Regions from separate parts of the Oryctolagus cuniculus genome. Here region 2 is linked to region 1. A link is a contact called in public Micro-C data. All regions are on one chromosome and are shown on one strand. The core of a region is the stretch at or near the end of the contact, and the rest is flanking DNA. Distances in the headings are between cores, read along the strand shown.

Region 1 (4,789 bases), core at 1,243-3,742:
AGTGGGTGCTCTTGGTCCTCCAACAGCACAGGCTGAGGGCAGCGTGCCAAATGTGCGGCCGGGGGGGGGGGGGCAAGGGGGTAGGGGACTCTTCTTTTTGCCAAGGGGCCATTTGGATATTCACAACATCGTTCACAGGCCACACAACATTATCGACTCAAAAACCGGCCGCTACGGGTCTGCTGCGTTTCCAGCCCGCCGGGGGCTGCCTCGGCAGGGCCGGACCAGGTGTGCCCGAGGGCTGGATGCTGCCTATGCTGTCCTGCAGGAACACAAGACGGGAGCGGCCGCTGACCCGCAGCCTGCGGGACACACCTCCTACACTGGTTTTCCATGCCGGACACCTAGCAGCTTCTGCAGCACCTGACAGTACGGGGGAGAAGAAGCCATGTTCTTAAGAATCGAAAGGAATTCGAAGCGAAAACGTAATTCTGGGGCTGAGACGTTCAAAGCCGGCTCAGTCCCTTTCTTCGGCTGACGGTCTGGAGTCCCGTTAGGGGTGAGACTCACGGTGGTGGCAGGTCTGGGCTAGTGACGCAGCAGCGCGGCTGGGACCCCGGGTGCATCGCAGCCACAGCTGCAGGGCCGCCCGCGTGGGTGCCGGGTGAATGCCACGCACGGACACACCGCCGCTAAAGAGCTTTCTGTTCTTTGTGTGGGACCCCAGAGAGAGCTCTAAATGGACAGGTGATTTTCCCCAAGCCTGGCAGCCGCCTGGCAGGCCCAGGAAGCTTCCCCAGCTGCGCGCACAGTCATGAAGTCGTGTGAATTCTGTGTGGGCAGGAGCTCCGACGACTAAGCTCCTAGTGCCCTCTTGCCCCCCTTCGAACGCCAGCAGCAGGGCAGGACATGCCTGCACACCTCCCCGCCCACTCACGTGACTCAGTGGAGGCGCTGGAAAAAGCAGAGTCCACTGCTGATGTTGCAGACATCTTACAGCTGCCAACACGTCACACTCTCATCCATCAGTCAGCAAAAATGTACGCACACACACACGCACACACACACACACACGCTACCTGTTTGCATGAAACGCACACATGCAAGCGACCTGTTTGCAGGATGAAACGCTGCTGTTGGGGCTTCTCACTTGGGTTTGTAAAGTACCACAAATCCCACATCCATGAGACACATTCTTACTACCAGTAAGTTCTCTGTAGTCAAATTAACCCACGGCCTTGCAGCTGAAGGCACTCAACGATACAATGATCCAAAGTGCAAGTGCGCTTTCTACCGCAGGAGACAGAACAAAGGCCGGCCTGTTCCGCTACCCAGGCAGCCGCCGGGCGGGCGGGGGAAGAGGCAGCCGCTCCTCCCAACGCTGACTCCAGCCACTGGGCCCGGGTCCTCCCAACGCTGACTCCAGCCACTGGGCCCGGGGTCAGGCAGCCCGCTCTCCGTGTTTCACCCCCGACCCCAGCACCAAAGTCAGATGGACCCACTGTCCTCTTCCCTGGTGGAGCTGACAGCAAAATGCTGGGCTGCAAAGAAGCAAATCTTAGCCCACGCCTCCCTCTTTAAAGCTCCCGGGTTCTCTCAGCGCTGGGAATCCCAATGCTGTTCCTCATCAGCTCAAGGTATACAGTAGATAACGAATCACGGCTTCAGTCTATGTAAAAGCCACCAGAACGCGGGTGGGGCTTCCCACCTGTCTTCCTAGAAATCCACCCCAAACATACTGTGAACCGATCTGTCCTCTCCCCTCCTCCCACACAGGCCCCAGGCAGGTCCCGTGCACCAGGACGGCTCTCCAGAAACCAACCTGGGCAGCGAGCGCAGGCTGGGGGCCCTGGCTGCGAGGCCCAGGGACTCCAGGACGACAGCGCAGGCGGACCGAGTGCCGTCGCCCATTTCACAGATACAGAGACTGAGGCCGATGCAATGCGAGACCTGCCCGCATCAGCAAGCCGGCCAGGGATCCGGGTCTCCCCTCAGGGGCTCCAGCCTCCGGGCCTACACGCTGGTGCAGGGGGCACTCCTGGGTGCAGGGAGCCTGGAGTTGTCGGCAGGCCCGCCCTGCAGGCTCCCCGCAACCCCACCTCGCCTCGGGGCGCCCCGCTCCAGACCCCGCCCCCAGGAGTCGCGCAGGCCTGAACCCGGGGCTGTCCAGGTCATCGCGACGACCCGGGGGACCGAGACGGAGGTAGGGGTCCCTGCCGAGGGGCCGCCTCGCCCCAGGGACTTCCGGGGCGGCCCCCTGCCCCAGGAACAGCGCGGCCTCCACAGTTCCGGCCTGCCGAGGCCGACAGCAGGCCGGCCGCACAGGAACGAGGCGCGAGCCCGTCGCCTGGCCGGGGCCCTCGCAGCCCGGCCCGCTCCCCGACTCGGGCCGCCCACCGGGACAAAGAGGCAGCGGGAAGGCTCCGCGAAGAAGGTCCGCTTACCGGCGGCAGGCGCGGCGCGGCTTCCGTACCACGTGTCCCCGGCCACGCCCCTGGGCCCGCCCCGCCCACCGACGCCCCGCCTCGCCTGGAGGGCCGACGTCACCCTCCCGTCCACCAATCCCCGGTTTCGCCGTGAGGACCGACGTCGCCCCGCCCCTCCGCGTCGAGAGGCACAGGGAGGGACGTGCGTGCGTGCGTGCGTGCGTGAGGAGGCGTGTGGCCGCGGGTGTACCCGTCCGGCGAGGTCCGGCGAGGTCCGGCGAGGTCCGGCGAGGTCCGGCGAGGTCCGGCGAGGTCCGGCGAGGTCCGGCGAGGTCCGGCGAGGTCCGGCTCGTGGCGTGGGGTGTGCGATCCTGGGCCCACCCTGGGGGCGGTCGCTGTCGCTCCGCGGCCCGCTGACGTGGCGCTGCCCCGCGTGATGACTTGTTTTTTAATACAAGTTTGCTGGTTCCAAGCCGGTGCGATCCCAGGCCTGAGGGTCAAGGTGGCGCCGGGGAGCTGCCCAGCCCCCTCCAGGGCCTGGGTCCGAGGCCGTCGGATTCCCCGGGGGGCTCAGGGTTTCTCGCTGGTGCTTGTGAGCCCAGCCCGGAGGAGGTGGGCGTTGCGGAGTGACCTCGCTCTGCTCGTCTCTGCCTCTCCAAGCGGTCGTTCTTTGCATTTGAGTGTATTACACATTCGGGTAAAGAACTCTTAGATGTTAGGAGGCAAAGTTTATTGGCGATACAACCTTCCATGCTATCAACTGGGCTTTGAACAAAGTGGTTCAGGTATCCATATGTGAAAGGCTTGCTGGAGTGAGACAGGGTTCGGTGAGAACCACAGCAGAAGGAAGTGATGTAGCGTAGAATCCATAGCCCGCTACAGTTTATCAAAATGCGATGGGTACGTGGTGGGGATGAAACGAGCAAGGGTTGTGTTGACAAGAGCCGGGAGGAGGCTTGGGCCCAAGTGAGACGAATGCGTTAACAATATTTCATCGTGGTTTGCAAGAATTAGTGAAGAGGCTTCTCCTGTGAATCTGAGTAAATATTAAGAAAATAATAAATTCACCCTTAAGGTAGAACCCTTTTACTTGAAAAATGTTGGTGGAAGGTAGAACATTCTAGAGCCTGGTTCTGGAAATGCAAAATGTGCCCTGTGTCCTTGACTGGGGCGGGGGGTGTCATCCAAGAATACAGTGTGGCACTTGGGGTTGTCCCTTTGTAACAGGCTAGGCCTTGAAAGGGCTGCTCACCATACACAGCTTAGAACAGCGCCTGGCCCAGAGAAGGTGCAGTTACCTGCTGGTCACAGTGGGCAGGATTCGTAAGCAGAGAGGCCTGGTGGGAACACAGGCCGGCTCCCCGCTCTGCCGCGCCCAGGCCTGGCCGCTCTAGGGCAGGGCTCCTGTGGATCTGGCCGTTGGGAATCCATGTCCTGGTGGCTCTCTGGGCGCCCTTTAGAAAGTCGTTTTTCAAGCTGAAGACCCCGGCCTCAGCAGTGCCTTGGTTAAGTAAGTGAGCTAGCATTCGAGCCCCAGTGTGTGCAGCCCTGAACCTCCAGCAGGTGGCCCTGCACACCCACCTCTCCTCTGCGGACACGCCTTCAGCATCGGGAGCTGGGTGTCTCTGCTTCTCTGCGGGAGCTGCGGAGCACGGGCGTTGAGAAGAACAGGTAAATGCATAGGTGAGCAGGGGCTGGGAACCCGGGAAACAGGTAAATGCATAGGTGAGCAGGGGCTGGGAACCCGGGAAACGCAGTGGCCTGGCCTCCGGACTCCTTCAGACGTTAACGTTGCTGAGGGTGAAGACCTGAGCCAGTGAGATGAGAGTGATTAGATTGGATCAGTTGGTTTGTGATGAAATCCTGATGGCTTTGCGATGAGACACACGGACAGACACAGCACAGACAGACACAGCACAGTTACAGACACGGACACAGACAGACACAGACACGGGCACATTCCCGTGATGCTTGGCACCAGTAAGAACACCATTACCGGAGGCCACACCAATTGAGTCTGGCCCAGTCTTGGACTATGAACCTCCAGAACCATAAGCCAAAATAAACCTGCTCTCCTCGTAAAGTCCATCGGCTCAGGTATTTCATTGTGGTAACAAAAAGCTGACTAAAATGAGAAAAAAATGCTGTGACCTTATTCTGAGAACTTGAGGACTGTAGAAGTTACTGTTGATTGTACATCTGCCCACAGGATGTTAGATCGTGTTTCCAGTTGCTGCAGCTTGAGACAGAGCCTGCAGGATCAGTGAATTCCATTAAACCACGCTTCACACACACACAGTGGGAGCACCCAGCACTCTTAAGGGCAGAGGGCCCTGGCACAGAGGCCGCTCGGGAGAGCACACTGTGTCTCAGAGCCCAGGTACGGGGGAGAATGTGGTAACTTCTGCAGGGAATCAGCGCCC
Region 2 (5,190 bases), core at 1,431-3,930, 290 kb after region 1:
TGCCACGTGAAGACTGACGGCAGCTGACAAGGACGATGCTCAGTTGTATAATCATTAGAAATTATTTATGGGTGATTCGGTGGCTGCAGGCAGTCGTTCGATCACTGCCCCAGTTTCTAGACCAGAGTCACTGAGACCTGGAGCCCACTTGCCACGGCCACCTCCCTCTGAGGCACTTGGACAAGTGCATACGATGACTCACCGGTCCTCCACTAAAGGACCTGCAGTCACAATGGCACCCAAGGACCCAGGCCGCAGGGCTCCCCTCTTAGGAGTGTAGGGGGCCACGGCACAGCATCTGGCTTGTAAAGTGTTCACAGCTGAGCTCAGGGACTTGCCCAGTAGTCAGTTCCCTGATTTCCGAATGTGTGACTGGAATGGAGTATTCAGTAACTCGAGTTTCTCTGGAGGCGGGTGAAGAGCTATCACAGTGGGAAAGTCTAACAGAAGCCTCTGAAACTACCACCTCCAACCCAACCAAGACAGCAAATCAAAATGCATCGCTTCTCCGGGGCATGCCAGAGACACTGCGACTCTCGGAGGGCTGTAGTACCCACCGTATTCTCACGTCAATCACCAGTCTTCCACTGACAGAAACCCCAGGAAGAGGCCAGAGAATGACTGTACTTCAGTGGGAACTCAACCCAGCAGTAGCTGCAACCCAGGTGCAAAACCAGATGCTGCGACTTCCCGGGAGCACAGTAACACGGCCTCACGCGCTGGGATCGAGCCGGAGAGCACTGAGAAGGAGCAGACACCAGCGTGTATCTGTGGTCTTGCTTAGGACTGCGAGTTCTCCCATCTCATCATATACAGTCCTGAGGGACTGGAGCCTTCTGAACCTGGGCCGCCACAATCGGCACTGGCCACCCATGGCTGTGAGTAGTTTTAGATGCATTTAAATAAATAAGATAAACTCAGTTCGCTGGAAAATTCAAGTGCCCAGCAGCTGCGTGTGCCTACCAGGCTGGACAACGCAGACAGAACATTCCCATCACTGTAGAGCACGCATCTGGACAACGCTGCTCTGGACAGCTGGCAGAGTATGGACGCCATCGTCTTAGAGTCCAGAAGTAGTAAGGGGCAGTGCACTGGAAGGCTGGGTAAGACGAGGGCCCCAAGAGGGAAAGGCGTGCCTGTGGAGATGCAGCGGCCCCCTCGCCGACCACATCACCCAGCCTTGTAGAGGGCCCTGGTCTGAGATGTGCTAGGGTGTTCCACCCCAAGTAAAGGGGAAATCGCATCCTACCCTTCCCACCACAACACCTGTTAGGCCTCCTTGGATTCTGGAGCCAGCGTCTTCCACATCCGGGAATACTGCTCCCACCGACTGAGTGACGGGAAGTCTGTCACCTCTGAACGGGGTCCATGTCGGGAAAGGACTCCGAAGAGCCCAGCCTGTCATAAAACAGGTGACCGACACACGGGCCGTCTGCCACTCCCACTCCTGTCCGCGTGCAGCTGCGCCTTTCATGCCGAATCGCCATCACGAATGAAAATCAGATTGGTTCTGACCCATTAGTAGAGTACAAGACATCTGGCAGGACCTGAGACTTGGAAACAATTTACTAGGAAATGTATCTGTATCGAAAGGACATACACCTTATCTCTGCATGGTATAGGCAGGGGTCTACACTGCTTTCTTTGCTTCTCTCCCCTCAATTACTTTTGAAACGAAGAAACGAAAACTTAAAATACCTGTGAAACTATTCTGGTTTTCCCTTACAAGTCACATTTCCTCCTGTTTTGTACGTCTCATGACTGCATGTAACATCGCAGGCCAGGGGTGTTGCGGACACCTTTAATTCTGTGGTCTACGGGGGCTAACTCAGGGCCTCGGCACAGCAGCAGTTACTCAACACAAGTGCACGTGGGTCGACCTGCATAGAGTTCTCCCTACTATGAACGGATCAGCTTTCTCTTCTGCTTAGCCAACTACTCTGTTACATGGACCAGGGCTCACTCAAGCCGAGAGAAGCTTCCTAGACACCGTGCGGACGTGACATGTCACATGACGTGACATGCAACGTGACATTCATGACCAGCACCGCGTCCGTGCAGGCCGCCGTGGGCGTCCACCCCAGCTGTCACTGCTGGTTCAACCCGCCAGCCACGTCTGCATCGTCGGCAGCGGCCGCGCTCCCATCACCGCGGGTTCTGTTACCTTTCTGTGAGGCTGAGACGGCCGGGTCCCTTCCCTGAGCTCCGTGCACGGACACCTGCTTGCTGCTGTCCTCCTCGGCCTTCCGGGGGCTCGGGCACCCGGTCCAAAGGGCCTTCTGGCCGGCGCCGAGGCCAGGTTCGGGCCGCGGGGTTCTCCGCGGCTCTTGCCGCCCCCATGTCAAACGGGGCCCGGGCTTCAGGCACGATCTGTGAAGCACCACGTGTGGCGAAAACCAGCGCTTGCCCGAACACCTGTGCAGCTTCTCCGCACACCGCGCAGCCCGGAGCAAGTTACCGATCATGCTCGCCGCAAGCTGTCCCGTCGGGGGCCGATGCCAAGTGCAACCAGCAGAGCCTCACAGTCCGCCACGCAGCCAGCCGGACACGTGCCTAGGCCCGCGTCACGCACAGTGCTGGGAGGCGTCTCCTACGACGGAACATCGCCCCAGAAAAGTTTATGCTCGCTTTCCCTTCTCCTAAAACCTGACCCCCTTCTACGCTGCCATTCACACCGCACCGCGGCGCCTTCGCAAGGTAACCCGGGAAGCTCGAGAGCATCCTGGGAACTGCAGTGCCGAGCCCTGCTCCTAACGCAGCCGCAGGGCGCGGAAGGCGAGAAAAGGACTACAACTCCCACAATGCAAGGCGCTCGGGCGCGTCGGCCTTCTCAAGGCTCCCAGACGCTCTGCGCGGGACGCATGCGCCGCTCGTCCTTCAAGTACAGGAGGGCGGGGCCGCGCTAGTGAGGAATTCCTGCTTCGGTCTCTGCACGGTCCAACCCGAAGTTTAAAAAGAGGAACCTACAACTCGCGTTTTCCTGACTCTTCTAGACAGGACTGAACACTGGGACATCCGTCCGACTGTGGCGTTGCGGGCCCGTACAGGCCGAGGCTGTAGTTCCCGCATCTCCAGAATTCAGTTTTTTCTTAAGAGTTTGCCACACAGTACACAGCAAGTGGAGCTCACGGAGCATGCTCCTGAGGGGCGTCCTCGGCGTCGGAACGTCGGGGGCGTGGGAAAGAGCGGGACGCGGAAGCGCCCAGAACGCCGCACCGGAAGCGGTGGCGCCCCAAGGGGGCGTGTCCGGGGACTGCGCACGCGCCGCCTCTCTACGCTCTGCGCACGCGCCCGGGGCGGGACTCCGGGTCTCCATGGCGACCGGACGCGGTCGGCTCCTGCAGCAGCACTGGCTTGGCCTCCAGGCTCTGTACTGGCCCCTGCGCGGCCGGGGGTCGGCTTGCGAGAACCCTGGGGAGGCCGCGCGGTGCCCAGGGGCTTCGGGGCTTAGGTGACGGTCGGGGGGAACCGCGGGTGGGGGCTCCGCGGCTCGGGAAGCCTTCGAGTGTCCCTGGCCCCGCCCCGCGCTCTCCCACGCGTGTTTTTATTCCCCGGGCTGTTTCACGCGGGACAGCCGCTTTGTCCTGGACTTGCGGGCGCTCCAGGTTGTGGACAAGCAGTGCAGTGTCCGGGGTCAGGTCCTGGTGTCGTGCGTCCCGGGACGCGGTTGGCCCCCGCCCACATCTTGGGACCCCCGCCCCGAAGTCTCGTCTTTTCAGGGCCCTGGGGTTCCGAGGGCGCATCCCGCCTCGTGCACGGGGCAGCCCGTCCGGCCGACGGCAGGCTCGTCCTCTGGTCTGTGTTCCTGGGGTCTCTTGGGCCTGGACTCCCCGGGGTGGGGTAGGGGCCGGGGGCTGGATGCCGCGTCTGCCTCCGGCCTCTTCCCCGAGCTGTTCCCGTCCCCCGCCCCTGCCCAGGGCCGGCGGTGATGGTCTCCCCAGGCTCCCCTACTTGATAGATACAGGAGCGCGGCGCATTCTGCCTTCTGATAGCCAAACGTCGAAGTGTAGACAAGGATTGGTCCTGGCCGAGCTACTCAAGCCCCCACCCCAGTCTCCAGGGCCGGGTTCCGTGGCCTCCAGGCTCAGTGTCCCCAGGAACCGTGTTTGCAGGTCACAACCCTGTTCCTCATCGTTCTTGATGGAAGAGCTGTAACGCCAGGCGTGCCACCAGCCTGTGACAAGGCGGTAACAGTACTAGCAAAAGTTCTATTATGTAGAATTAGGTAGGAGAGAAAGATTGGAATTTAAATAGGGCACTTGAACTTTAAATCAGTTTGCCAGTGTTACTAAAACTGGTCTTTACATGGGGCTCTGGAGTGATGAGTCTCTTTTTCCTCAGTAAGCCGGTGCACTTCCTGGTGGGATAGTGGATTTAGGGAGCCCTGACAGAGGCCTGTCATGGAAGCCTGCATTTCGACCTGTGACTCAGGGCTGTGTACATTTCCTTCTGGCAAAGAAAAATCAGCTGCCCCAATTAGGATGCTCGACTGTGGTTTAAAAGGCGGTTATTTTTAATATCTCTGCAACATTACATGTTAATAAGGAGTCAGTGGTTCCTTTTTTACATAACGTGATATAAATATCACAAGCTAAGTATAGCAAAAAGCATATCAGCTTAAATTGAACTTGGTCTAATTTATTTTCGTTGTGAGATTAAAATAAGGCACAGAAGTTAACATTTTTAAACTACTGGACTTATTTAAAACTATTAGGTGAAGATTTGACCCTTAAAAAGGGGTTTTCAAGCTCAGTGTTATTTTAGTCTATCAGTGTGTGTTCTGTAGACACAAGTGTGCCAGAGGCTGGGCATGGGACTTCCTGATGTGCTGAGTGTGTGGCCCTCGGAAGTGTGTAGCTGGTTTACTTTATAGAGGCATTAAAGATAGGATTTCAGTAATGCTGAAAGTTATGTTGATAAGATTCATGATCTTATCATGGTGGCATGAGTAGGAGTGGAGGTCTTGGGGGCTGGCTGCCTCTGTCTTGGGTCTCTTAAGCAGGTCCTTTTAATTTGTCGAATTGGAGCCTTAGTCTTCGAACCTGTGAAATGAGGGACTCTGTGACCTACTGTAACTAATTTTCATTTAAAAATTCATTTGAGAGGCAGAGAGAGGGAGAGAGAATGAGCATGAGTGCTCTCTACCATCTGCTGGTTCACTCCCCAAATGGTCACAAAGGCCAGAAGTGA

Evidence for each region. Hi-C and Micro-C count contacts between places; a contact is called where the count stands out from the background.
Region 2: a contact with region 1 is called in a Micro-C map of ear pinna, with 4 times the contacts expected there. The contact joins the promoter of TIMM21 here to the promoter of CNDP2 in region 1. A contact is called at or near these places in 2 of 6 Hi-C or Micro-C datasets (ear pinna and an unstated tissue).

The regions. Positions count from the first base shown.
Region 1 is chr10:4,282,909-4,287,697 of mOryCun1.1, forward strand. It overlaps CNDP2 (carnosine dipeptidase 2), which reads right to left and starts at 2,493. Exons shown (of 12, transcript XM_008261467.4): 1 at 2,385-2,493.
Region 2 is chr10:4,572,995-4,578,184 of mOryCun1.1, forward strand. TIMM21 (translocase of inner mitochondrial membrane 21) reads right to left here and starts at 2,681. Exons shown (of 6, transcript XM_002713650.5): 1 at 2,165-2,681. The coding sequence starts at 2,465. It overlaps FBXO15 (F-box protein 15), which reads left to right and starts at 3,135. Exons shown (of 11, transcript XR_007921407.2): 1 at 3,135-3,451.